Linked DNA regions of Gossypium hirsutum: region 2 is linked to region 1. Evidence: chromatin contacts called from public Hi-C data. All regions are on one chromosome and are shown on one strand. Each heading gives the region's core, a stretch centred on a gene start, on an enhancer-like site or on the middle of the called end of the contact. The rest is flanking DNA. Distances are from core to core; before and after follow the strand shown. Region 1 holds the start of LOC107886651. Region 2 holds the start of LOC107948241.

What was found. A called contact is a pair of places that touch in the nucleus more often than the background predicts.
Region 2: a Hi-C map of leaf shows a contact between it and region 1, with 2.2 times the contacts expected there. The contact joins the promoter of LOC107948241 here to the promoter of LOC107886651 in region 1. A contact is called at or near these places in 7 of 34 Hi-C or Micro-C datasets (callus, leaf, petal and 1 more).

Annotation. Positions count from the first base shown.
Region 1 is chrA03:103,186,621-103,193,740 of Gossypium_hirsutum_v2.1, reverse strand. It overlaps LOC107886651, which reads left to right and starts at 4,269. Exons shown (of 13, transcript XR_005917933.1): 1 at 4,269-4,882; 2 at 4,967-5,114; 3 at 5,889-6,043; 4 at 7,069-7,120.
Region 2 is chrA03:103,431,066-103,438,185 of Gossypium_hirsutum_v2.1, reverse strand. It overlaps LOC107948241, which reads left to right and starts at 4,425. Exons shown (of 2, transcript XM_016882719.2): 1 at 4,425-5,173; 2 at 5,812-6,588. The coding sequence starts at 4,690. The coding sequence ends at 5,160. LOC107948239 (a long non-coding RNA gene) reads left to right here. Exons shown (of 3, transcript XR_005917936.1): 3 at 1,165-1,463.

The DNA of each region.
Region 1 (7,120 bases), core at 3,020-5,519:
TTGGTATTTTCAGGCATAATAGTAGTGTTACCAGTTGTTGCAACTAAGGCTTCAACTTGCATAGTTATGTTCTTCTCACATTGGGATATGTTCCTCTTGGATTCACTAAGGTTCATTCAAATTTTTGTAATGACTTTATAATTTGATCAATGCACATACTATCTGATCAAAGCACATACTATCTATATCTCTAGCGTCTTCAATTGCAATCACTTTGATGAAAAATCTCCCACGTAGAGATTTAAGGACATTTTTTCACCAACTTTAAGTTTGAGTATTCATTACCCAGTGCAAAGGCCTAATTTGATAGATTACATAACTTCCCATTAAACTCACCAAGAATTTGACTTTCTTGTATTTTGAGTGTCTCAAATTTTGTGGTTAGCATTTGCAATTTCTATTGCTTAATGGTGTTGGTTTTTTCATGGGTTGTTTCAAGAATATCCCAAGCTTCTTTAGGTAATATACACTTGGAGATCCTCTTGAATTCTTCATCATCAACTGTACAAAAAATGGCATTCAAGGCCTTGGAATTTGTATTGGCTTGCTTCTCTTCCTTAGTAGTATAAATGAGTTTATATTTAGGAGTTTTAACTTTAAAAACGTTAGTTGTAGCAAGTTCTCATCTAATGATAACTGCACATCAAAAGTTTTCATCTATAGACTTTATAAAAGCTTTTATCATTGCCTTCCGGTATGCGTAGTTGGATCCATTCAACATAGGGGTGTAAAACTGAAGAGCCTTCCATTGTCAACAAAAAGCAACACTAGTATCGCCACTTACTACGTCAAGTGTCAAGCTCTAATGCCAATTTGAAGAAAACAATTTTTTTTTTGTGAGTTGATATGTTAGCATATATACAAGCAATTATAATTGATGCAACTGACAAGTAAAGAACAACAATGCCAAAAGTTTGTTTATCTAGTTTGGTTTCCACATACATCTATGGGGCCTTGCTTAGAGAATTAATCCATTAGCTTCAAACATGTACAATTGATGATTTAAGTCTTACCACTCACCATGTAGCAACCTAACACTCATACATAGATCTGGATCACTCTCAACTAAGTTTTCTCCTTGAAAACTCAGTTCTAACCAAATGACTCACTTGTATTTTACTTACAAAACTATACTCACAATATGGTTCCTAAAAGAATAATATAAAGTGTTAACTCTCTTGTACATATAAACTAAACAAGCCTACAATTTATATATGAGATTTAGCTTGCTAAGGTACATATCAATTACAGTTAAGGTTTAGATAAGTGTTGAGGTTTTCAACATATTCTTCAATTAACTCGATCCGATCTCCATAAAACAAGGAACTTGATTTGTATGATATGATTGAATCTAATCCTTTGTGGTTTGTTTCTCCCAAAATTCAAGCTTCAAAGATGGCCCAAGAATACTTCCACTAGATTACAAGATCAAGGTCCAAACAAATTTGGTTCAAAAGATTGTCAACTCCAAATATAATAAGTTATGGTTTTATCCTAGCTACAACTTAAGTTGCAATGCTTTTATTGTTGGAACCATAATTGCTCCATCACAACCAAAGCCTCATTTAATTTCTATATCAATTTTCAACAAATATATTTGTTACATAATTTTTTTTTCACTCACATTGTAAATGTGCCATAATCTAATATTACATAAGTAAGGTAAAAAAGGGTGACACATATCGTTAAAGGGTGTTTGAACTAAGGAATATTTGAATATCCCTAGTAAAACTTATTTAGATTATTTAACATATTTAGATATATTACATTATCTTGTTCAGTTCATTTTGTTGGAATGTAAAGTTTTGCTATTTGATTGACGAAATGGAATATTACCTAGAAATACATTTTACTAAATTGTTGTTAATTATAATAAACATAAAAAAGATATTAAATTATGTTGAGTTTAAAAATAATTAAAAAAATATAAAAAATATTAAATTTTCTCAACTAATAAATAGTTAAATGATGTAAAATTACTTATATTAACATTAATTAAAATTTAAAAATTAATGTAATTGGCGGTATAATAAACAAATTTTAAGTTTTTTAATTGATAATAATAGACAAAACTCACTTATAATAAATAAATTGTTATAGAAAAAACATTACCAGAAAAAAAATTAAAAAATGAGAGAGTTTGAATCATTAATATTTATTATTTTTCATACGAGTTTTAGTGAAATTGACTCAAGTTCATTAAGGAGGAGGAGAAAAATGTCATAGATATCACGGTAGTCAAAGCAAGATTAGGTAAGTAGCATGCAATATTGGAAATTATCCTTGTATCATTGAAATTTGGCACGGTTGACAAGGCCAGATTTAGGGGGGCAGGAGCCTCCGCCCTCCAATTTGTTAATTTTTTTATTTATTTTAATCATATAATTAATGTTTAAAAATATGATAAATATGTGTTTGCCCCTCCCCTAAGTTTTCTTTTAATTTGATCTTTTTATAAAATTTATAATTTTTTAATGATAAATTTAGTAATATTTTTCGTTTAATTTGATAAACTAATATAATGTATATCTAAATATTAATTTGATAAAATAAATAATGCTAAATAATTATAATATTTAATACAAATTTAACATTTAACTTATTCTATATTTTTTTCTAAATGTTAATTTTGATGATCAAAATTATTTCAAATTTAAAAAATTACATTATTTAAAGTAGGTCTGGCTCGTATAATATTAATTTTAATGATCAAAATCATCTCAAATTTAAAATATATATTATTTAAATAGATCCGACTCCTACTTTCAACATATCTACTCTATATAAATATCTCGACCCCTCTTATCAGATTTTTAATTACCAACTCAAGGTAATCTATGAATCAAACTTAACTATCGTTTACCTAAACTATGGCAAAAAATAAAATATAAAAAATGGCAGATGTGAATTTTTCTAGATTCAGTGTAAAATTAAAACTTTCCATTACTAATTTTAAAAATAACCCTTAAATTAAAAATATCCATTTACGATAACAAAAATAACATAAAATTATTTATTTTATTCTCCAACTATATAAAAATATGAAGAGAAATAAAGTTTTTAAATAAGATTTATAATTTTACATATTCTAATATATTACTACTATACATTATAAATAAAATTACAAATAAATTTTATTTTTAAATAAGATTTGGTATGAAATAAATATGTAAAATATATAATTTAGAAAATTGGTTATAGATTCTAAAAAGTATAATAAAAATTATTGATTAAAAAATAAAAAAGAAACACATATATATCCAGTTTATTAATATGGCACTAGAGTCATCTTGATATTATGCAGATGCTCCAATGGATTAGTATTATAATTTACATTGACCTCAATTTTTCGAGTTTTAATATCATTATTATAAAGGATTAAGATTCATACACGTGTTTGATCGCTTAATTGAACTGTTTAACATTATTTATTCCATTTGAAAAAGGCATTAATCGTAGATGTTTTTTTTTTCATCCATAAAAAGTTAAATATACGTTTATATATTAATTATTAATATGTAACTGTAACCTATCAAATAAAGTGGTATGAATTTGCAAAAGTATATAAACAAAGGGTTTAAAAATATAAAATATAAATAAAAAGGGATTATAATAGAAAACTAAATTTTAGTAAGAAAACATATAGAAAATTAAACACATATGTTGAAATTTAAAATTTGAATAATAAAAACAGATTTTGATAATAATAAAAAAAAGTAACCAAACAATTTTACCTTTTAATACGGCTTGATTGCTAGTATGCCAGAGAAAAAAAAATACAAGTGTATTTTAATTTAACCATTTGATTAAGATGGGCAAATTGATAAGCCTACATAAAAATTAAAAAATGAAGATGGCCTGATTTGTGTCATTTTAAAATTGAAAGGGACCTAAGAGATATTTAACCCCAAAAAGAATAGAGGAAAGGTTCAATTTGTCTAATTTTGATATTGTCAGGGACCTAAGAGAGGTTTAAACCAAAAAAGTTGGGAGCGAGGGATCAATTTGGTGCAATTTTAGAATTGGCAGGAGCTAAAAGGATTTTAACCCAAAACACTTGGAGGCTAGAATCCATTTTCGCTCCTTAAGGGGTGAATTTTGGGACGGTTAGTTTTTTTTTTTTTTTTTACACCGTGAGTATGAAGCTATTATAGTAATTGCATGTCTGCATTATCCTCCTCTTTATGTTGAAATATTTTTTAAAAAATTACATTTAATTATTTATTTGATTTTAAAAATATTAAAATTATTAAAAATAAATAATAAAAATTAAATTGAAGCGAAATTGAAGATGCATTCAACATTCACTGTAGAGCGAGTAGTGAAGCAAAGCCTGCTAATTATGGTGGTGTAGCATCCACCCGGCGCCGCTTCAGTGGCATCCCTACCTCGTCTCTCCACGTAGTTCCGTCCCTGGTCATCAACCGCCAACTAAGCTATGAACTCCCGGTCTCAGTACCAGTATCAGCACTTTTATTTTATTTAATTCTTAACCAATAATTTACCTACCCGCCGCAGCCTACCTTCCGTCGACAACCATTTAAGCTGTAGGTTTTAATCACCTTCCTCACTATGGATTCAACCTTCTTCTCATTTCTCTAACAACCAAAAAAGTAGGAAAAAAATGGCTACTCATAATCTTGCTGTTATCCTCAAAAACCCGTCAAACGACGCTGAATTCCTCCTCCTTAAGCAAACTCCACCGCCTAAATTCAGCGAAGACCAGTACGATTCTTATGTGGATTCTGATCTCTGGGACCTTCCTTCCACGCTTCTCAACCTTCAACACGATCACTCCCACCCTGGGATCGTTATCCAGGGCGCCCAGTCCTCTCACAACATTGATTTGACTAAATTTGATGTCCAACTTGCTCTTACTGGGGTCAATTTTATTTCCTTTTTAAATGAATAATTTCATTTTCGAGTTTCTGTTATCTGATGGTGGTTAATTCGTTATTCTTTCTAGGTGCTGGAAAAATTGGGTTTAAAGGTGAATGATGTAGGGGAGTGGAGTTTGTTCAAGTATGTGGAGGAAGCTGAGTTCGGACCTGGGTTTCCAGTTAATACTGTGTTTATTATGGGCAAATTGTTGGACGGAAATCAAAATTGTCAAGGTATGTTTATTGTACTCGTTCATCAAGCTAAATATAGTTGGTTTAACTTTGTATTGGCTAAGTCTTCTAGAATCTCGATGCTTATTTCTAAAAATGCATAAGAGAAGTTATTGGGTGAAAAAATAAAATGGAGATTTTTAATTCATAGATTAACTTGATCTACAAAGGGCTTCAGCTGAGAGTTTGTTAAGTTGTAAAATTGATCAAATTGGGGCTCGCCAAAAAGAGGGCAGATTTTATCTTTAATTGTTACCAAAAGCTTATTAGCTATGAAGCACGGACACGCCGGAAAGTCCCTCGTACCTATCTCAACAGGTTACCCGACATGGACATGCCGGAATACCTACTAGACACATCAAAATACGGAAAAAATAAAAAAAAATCAGATACGGCGAGACACACAAGGACACGGGATTTTGGTGGTTGAAAATAGTTGAAAACATCATAATAGTGATAGAAAATCTCTGTTTGAAACCTAGATCTAGACTTTATCGTTAAGATTTTCTAAACTCTAATCTGGTGCATGTGAGAAGTTGAGAGAGATATACTGAGGGTATTTTACAATATTTCGACACCATTGACAGCAGCTGGAGTGGCAGTGGTGACCCTGTTCTGTATTGTGTCGTACCCGTATTGTGTGTCTGTGTCTGTGCTTCATAGCTTATTAGAATGTTATTGTTCAAACCCTATGGGTTATGATTTTGTTGACTCTGTCACCAGAATATGCTGTAGCACAAGCAACTTATTGTTAGAAATGCTCCATTACTTGTTCAGGGCTGTGGAAGTGGATGTCTACTGAAAGCTGTCTTACTTGGCTTCTGGAGGTGAAACCTTGTAGTGATCGTGTAGGGCCTTTGGTAGTTCTTGCTCTTATAAACGACTCATTGCAGTCTGCTGCATGGACATTACCACCCACGTTGCGTTATCAGGTTTGCTGTCTTTCGAGTGACTGACTGATAATGATCTATCACAGCATGCTGCATTAGCCATAAGGAAGAATGTGGTCTAGACATTAACAATTTTAGGGGTGTTTATGACCAAATTTTATGAAAGTATAACTTCCAAGGGCAGTAGATTGATTCTTAATTCCCTATTATTAGAAATCCATCTCTTTGTTTTCATGCTTCGATGAAGTTTGCTCCAGAAAGGCAAGTTATTGGAGAGATGATTAGGCTGTGCTTTTTAATTTTTCAAAGTGAAAATATGAATATGAAAGTCCACTGCCTACTTCGAGCAAATGAAGATTCTATTGCCAAAGAAGCTTTAAGTACAACTTTTAAGATTGCAGATTTTTAGCCTCTGATGTCCAGTTGGCTAGGAGAGTTTTTCTGGAAGTTTAAGGTCTGCTTTTCTGGGCACGTATTTTCATAGTTTTCAACTTATAATACACTTTTAGCAAGTACGAATTTGAAGTGTACAGAATTGATGTTTAACCACTAGTGTGCTGCTAGATACAGGTAGTTCCTAGTGCTCGTAACAGTATAAGTCTATAAGACTATGAATGGAGTTGTTTATTCTCTGCTATGTACATCATCCTAGAAATAAAAATTGATTTATTTCTCATCTATGTGCATACATTTTGGGTTGCCCTATATCAGAGTTTTTATTGACCGTATGACGTGTATTCGTCATAATTTCTGGAATTTTTAAGGAAGGATTCCTTTATGAATGTAAAGGCTGTCAGCCTTGTTTGTTTTAACATCTTTCATTAAGTCTCCATAGGAATCCTTTCTTAATGTTTGCGTCTTGGAACATATATATATATTATATGCATATGTATATCCATATATGTATACCTTTATGTACACATATACATATAAAATAGGATTTGGCTTAAGATTGTCCATCTTATTTTACTTGGAGAAAAAGGATTGACATTTTTTTATTGTCGTGATTACTTGAATTTAGAATTTAGCATTAAAATGTCTTTGTGGACTGAGATTTATTCTTTCAGGAGTATCCTCCTGGAGTTGTAATTCTACCTATGCAAAGTAAAACAAGGAAGC
Region 2 (7,120 bases), core at 3,176-5,675, 240 kb before region 1:
TTTGGATTAGAACTGAGACTGCAAAGTATGCATGAATTCTGTCCATTGGTTCAACTCCCACTAAAATAAATGGATGCCCATGTTCCAACTCCAGTGCTTTCTCATCTTAAAGCCAAGCAGAGTAAAAGCTTGGACCACTAGCATTGTGATGTCAAGAAGCAGTTGTAATACTTTGGTTAAATGGAGTTGCCTCGCAGAGGTTGGATCAAATTAAATACGGATGATTAATTATTATTCATGTTTGAGTGTTAATTACTTACAATATATATTTAAATATAAATATTAAGTATTGAACACATTACTTTCTTTTTTATATAATTATAAATGTTTTTATCGATTTTACGAGTTTTATTCAAATCGAAGATTATATCAAATAATAACTGATCCGAAATTCATTACTTGCCAAGTAACATAGAGGATTTAGAATATTTTTTCTGCTACTATTTTTGGAACAGTAAGCAAAAAAGTTTAACGCGAACACAAAAAGACTCAAAATTAAATCTAGACATCTCCATCTTATATGTGCTTAGAATTGGTAAAGGTAGATAGAAACTTCAAATCAACAGAAAGATATCGGGTTAATTCTATTATTAGTTCCTATACTTTGCGAAAGTTATGCATTTAGTTCTTATATTTTAATTTGACCAATACTTTTCGAATTAGTTAATTTTAGGCCCTGTACTATTTTAAATTTTAAAATTTTAGTTCTTTTCTTTTTATTGCCTGCGTAGTTTGACTTTGCTACTTGTTTTTAGCTTTGCTGCGATTTATCATTTTTTTCTTTTTTAAATTCTTGTATTTGCTCTAGTTTTGCTGTGTGATTGTTTGTCTATTTTGTGTTTTTTGTTGTTAGTTTTGTGTTATAATTTGTTCCAAAGTTAGATTTCAAATTTTTAGATTTATAATTAGGGCTTATTGGATTTACTGGTATTTTTAGTCAAATCTAACTGTTCATCAAACCCTGATATTGCCTTTTGCTCTTGTAATTTTAGATATTAGAACTAAAGAATAATTTCTATATAACGTTAAACAACAGTAGGAGATAAAATATAGTTTAGGGTGGAATTGAGCTAAGGCTTCAGAACTGTGATTTTGAGTTGAGTATCACAGCTGTGAACTAATTTTCTCATCAAATACCATAATCTCATGGACATTTATATGCAGGAATTGGAGAGAAGAAGAGAAGAACTTGAAGAATTGCTCTTGGGAGAAAGGGTATGAGAGAATGTGGGTGATTAAGTCAAATGGAGAAAAGGACATCTTGTCCTTGTTGTGTGCAAGTGTTTTCTCCCTGAGACAGGCAAGGAACCTAACATCAAGAATGGTTCAACTTAAAGATGCTTCCTTGTACTCATTCTAATCCTCTTTAGATTTTCCAATGCTTTCTTCAAGTAGGATACTAAGAATTTCCTGTACTATTCTTTCTGATTGCTTATAAAATAGTTTGCTCATTAGAACCTTCATTTTCTCTTGTCTTTTATTTATTTGCGTAAATCATTTTTCTTTGTTTAGTGATACAACGAATCTTTGAACATAATTTCTGTTGAGTTACATATAAATGATTTTTAAAAAATTGTGTATAGTTTAAAGTTCAAAGTTCAAAGTTCAAATTTCAAAAATAAAACATAATATAATATATATCATGGAAAATAAATATTATTTAATTAAAATATATTTTTTAAAGTTTATATTTTTTAGCGGCGTTTGTAAAAAAAGCGTCACTAAAGGTCTATTATATAGTGGCATTTTTAAAAAAAGCGCCGCTAAAGATTATGGTCTTTAGAGGTAGCGGTGCTTTTTGTGACGCTTGTGAAAACGCCACTAATAGTTCTAGCGGCGTTTTTGAAGGCAAAAAAAAAAAACGCCGCTAAAAGTCTGTTCTGAGGTGAAACTACAACAACAGCATGGACATTGGATTGCTTATATTACATGAGATATCTTAAGCCAATTAAAATTTTTTGTCACCAATTTGTATCTGATTCAACCTTACACATTTCCCCCCAAGCATTTTGAATTTTCCATTTCTCAAAAAAATTTCATTCTTTTCTCTTTCTTTATCGAATCCTACGAATCAATCTAATAATTATAGAATTGAATTTCTATCATGTTTACTGAATCACATGAAATTTTATCTAACTTCATATATCATATAATATATGTGGAATGTATAAAATATAAAATACGTATGAACGGAAGAAGAAAAATTATACTCAAATTTTAATTTATTCATGTTTGTATATTTTATTGTGTTAGTTTCTGTTTTGTGGTGTAACAAATTTTTTATTATTTTTAGAATTACTATAATTGCCTTCGTCCATTTTATGATGTGAGGCTAAACTTATTTGGGTCAGAGGTGATATTTAGGTAAAACTCTCTCAACAATAACGAATCCAAAATTTAAACTCAGCCTAAATTCCTGGAAAAGAGTTTACTTTCACCTCTTTCAATCATTTAACATAACTTGTTTTAATTATTTTTAATATTTTATAGATAATGTTTTCATTCCTTCCATAATTTGGATAATTTTATTAGAATATTTTAATTTTAATTCTAAATTAATTATATAAAAAAATAAATCAGTACGTCAATTAATATAAATTTTATGTTTAATTAAGGTGTAACAAATGTGCATATTACTTGCATATGTTTCCTAAAGATAATCATGTTTAAGTTATATAAGGTGTATAATAGTATAAGAGTGATGGTTCACGCTGTAAGAAGTGTAGAAAATCATTAAAATGAAAGTGGTTCACAATGTGAATAGTGTGAAGAGCCTCTAGAGGTAGTGGTTTAGAGTTGTTGAGGTTGTATTTGAGTAAAATGTATGCCACATATCCGATCTTATGTCTTGTTCTATTTTGAGAAAGGGAAAATTGATAGGTGAATAAGAGTTTGTTGCATGATTGTCTCCTAGGTAAAGCAATTTAAACCTAAATTAAAATATGATATTGATTTGATCACTTTTGAAGTTGATGAGTTTGAAATTTTGAATATATTAATAAAAATAAAATGTAGTGATTTGTGTTGAAGCGATACTAAATTTCACAATAGCATAGGTGTTCAAGCATGAAGAACATAGAAATTAGATTCAAATATGCTATAGCTCATTATACTTTTTGAAAATTAAGAATTCAATCCCTGTACTGAAATTTAATCTCTATTTTTTAAATTTCAAAATTCAGATCTAATTGTTAATGTTGTTTAAATTTTTTATTAAATTTATTGTTATGATATTTTTGAAATAAAAAAAATACTTACTTAATAGTCATGTGATTAAAAAATAATAATTTTGTAATCAACTTAAATTTAACAAAAAAAATAACCGTTTTAATATTTAACTTAAATTTTAAAATTTGAAAAGTAAAAAAAAAGTTACACTAGATTTATAATTTTCAAAAAATATAATGTATGATTTTAAGGTAGAAATTAAGAAAATGTAAGTAGGAGTGGACGGTGTTGTTTTTGGTGCCTCGAAGGGGTGACACGTGATTCTATTCTTTCTAGAAAGGAGATGTGCGGTGGAAAAGGAGATGAAATGCCCGATTCACGTGCCTCTCATTTTATGACAATAGAGTTTCATGCTTTGGTTAGGGAAGAGATTGAATCACTATTTCCTAATATTATAAAATATGTTTTTTTAATTACAATGACAGGGTTATGTAAAACCTAAATAACAATTATAATTAACACTGACTTAAATGTAGGTCACATTTAGAATAATAAAAACTCTTCGTATGTCATGTAAATAATTTAAAAATTATAAAAATTCATAAAAAAAAGGGTCATTTTAGCCATCCATTTAATTTTTCGTCTCTTTTAATCCTTAAATTTGTATTGTTTATTAAATCACTCCAAAATAGATGGAAAAGTTAACATCTGTTAACTTTGCTAACATGACATTTACATGTATGCCACATTAGCAATTAATTTTTAAAATTTTAAAATATTAAAAAATAATTAATTGCTGACATGGCGGCATCCACATGGCAGTTCATGTGCATGTCATGTTAATAAAGTTAATAAACATTATATTTTGCTATTCATTTTTGCGATGATTTGACAAATACAAGGTTAATGGCTAAAAGAGTCGAATAATTTTAATAGAGAGCTAAAATGATTACTTTTATAGTATCCTTATAATTTTAATTTAATATAAATATTAATACTTAAATTGAATTGAATCACAATTTAAGATGAAATTAGCATTTCATTTAGAAAAAAAAAATTGTATGTTTTAAATGTAGAAAAAAATATGAGATCTGGATTCATTATACTAAAATGTTTCATTTCAAGTAGATATTATATTAATTAATATAAATTTGTTAAATAAATATATAAAAAATGATAAATGGTTTCCAGTCATCATCGAAAGACCAAAGTGGGTATAAATTTAGAATTTTCTTGGAAAATGCAGCCTCTGGGCTGGCTCTTGGGTCCTACCTTTTCACCTCTTCCAAGAGAAAAGAAAATTCTATTCAAAGACTTCCCTTTTGAAAATTAATAAAGAAAAAGCATGCAAAAGTCTCCAACATAGATTCCTTTCTTTTGCTTTCAAGCAACCAATACCCCCCCCCCCAAAATCTCAATCCATCCTTCTGCTGCCAAAGTTTCAAATTCCAAACCCTCCCAATCACTTCACTTAAAATTTCCCCATATAACCCTTCAACACAGACCCAACCTGAAACCAATATGACGACGCTGCAGAAATTCAAGCTATTGGCGACACAATGCGGCGTCACCCAAAGCCCAACACGAAGTCCAAGGACGAGCCCCCTCCTCAACTTCCGCCGCCCTAAAACCACACTCCGAACGCTTCTTACCAGAAGCGGTAGTCGCAAATCGTCAAGTTGCCGGGAAATGGTGTATCCACAGAGTTTCTTCGGCATTTCAGGTGAGAAAAAGAAGGGCGACAAGGATTTAAGTGGTCGCACTTTGAAGGATTTATTCGTATCATCAGGAGGAGGATACGAGGAGGACCAAGGAAAAGTGGTGAAGGAGGAATTTGGCGGGAAGGGCGACGTTCAAGTGGCGACGAAACTTGGCGGTGTGAATGGGTTGGGAGGTGAAGCGGGATCGGCACGGGCAGGGTGGATTGGGTTTAGGCATAGGATGGTGTTGAGGAAGGCTTGGCGTCCCATGCTTCAGACCATCCCTGAGTAATCATATTATTTGGGTGAGGCGTTTAAATCTCTTCTTAAACGCATTTCTTTCTTAAAACCAAAATTTTGCTTCTTCTTCTTCTCTCGCTCTCTCTCTCTCTCTCTCCCCCCCTTGTATCCAAATGCTGGGCTTCAGATTGATATATTGTTAAAAGATGACACGTGTTCTATTTAATATGTGATAATATTTAAACTTTTTTTATTTTGATTTTTATGGATTTCTAATAATTTATCAAACGTTAACTATTATTCATAAATTAAATTATTTTCTTATTTTAAATGTTTTTTCATAAATTAAATTATTTAGATATTAAATGTTTTTTCTTATTTTAATTTATCAACATTCAAATCTTTGTCAAACCTAAATTTTCAACCTTCACATACGTTGATTTTTCAATTCAACCAAACTCTCTATAATTACAACAAATATACAATAATTATTTATTTTAATTATTTGTTTCATAATTATCTCTTTAAAATTTTAAAATATTTTTCACTATCATAAAATTAAAATTAATTACGTAAATCGAGATTTTTTGTTCAAACCTTATTATTTGTCAGATTCATCAAATTAGACTTGGGATCATTCAACGTCTCAGACTTTCCTTCTCCATACCCATAAATCATATCCATGGATTTTGATATATTGTAGGAATAAAAGAATGCAGATGGGATTGGGAATCTGAAAAGAAGGAAATAAAATTGGGAGCAATATTGTCGCCGGAATTCATGAGTTTGATATGGGTAAAATTCCCTGTTAAGTATTTCTATTACAAAGATTAGATCAATTTAATCCTTATACATGAATTTACAAATCTAAAAAAAAAAAAGAAAAAGAAAAAGAACTATAAAAACTTTTAAAATATTAACATTGTTAAACAATAAATGTTAACTCTTTTTTTTATTTTTTTTAATAATACATAAATTAAATTGATGCGGGCTAGTTCAATTTAATCCAATCCCTAGAATAAAAGAAGCTACTAGGTAGTTTCACCGTTTTATATGTTATTGATTTGTTTTATATAAACTTTGATGTTTGTTTTATAACTTTTTATTTTTTATTTTTTACTTTACGAAAATTAATAAATTAGTCATTCTACTCTAATTTGTAAGAAGTTGGCTCTCATGCTTTATGAAATTTGAGATGTTAGTCTCTATTTGGATAAAATTGTTAGACGTAATTGACATGAAATGAATTAGCAAAACCATTTTATATGAAAAAATAAAAAAGAATTAGTAAAAATCAATAATTCAAGTTCAACATTTAGACTAATTCTGAAAAACTAAATAGATGTTAAATTCTCAGAGGGGCTGCCGTACAATTATGTTATGTTATAACTTCCTTTGTATCATGTTTCATCTTGTTTGTATTGTTTATTATTTATTATTTATTAATATATTATATTCCAAGTTATTATAATTTTTTTAATAATTTTGCCCCATTTATTTATCATATTCTTTTATACTTTCTTTTTAGGTTGGTTCTACGTGATTATTCATCCAACAATCATATTTTAATTATTGAAATTCTCATAATGGGTCGATTTTTTCTCACATATGCACGCATATATTATTAACCAGCGTAACAATATTTGGACCTGTCTTAAGCCCAGTTTATGTCGCCTATTCTTCTCAACTTCATAGTTACTAATCTTAATTTGATTTTTTTTTTATATTTTCAATACTTTTCAAGACAATTTATCGTTACCTCTTAATATTTCCAAAGCCCAATCATATTTTTTTTAAAATGCTTATAAATAAAATAAAAACTACATTAAAAACTGAAAAAAAGAAATCGATGGAACGAAGTTGGAGCTTCAACATTAAAACAAATGTCAAACCGTTCACTATGAATTCTTCATTAGTAAATTCTCTTCAAAGACGGCTAAACTGTGATGACTAGGTAGCTATTTACACTAAATAAAAACAGACCAAAATAGAAACAAAATAATCCAAAATAT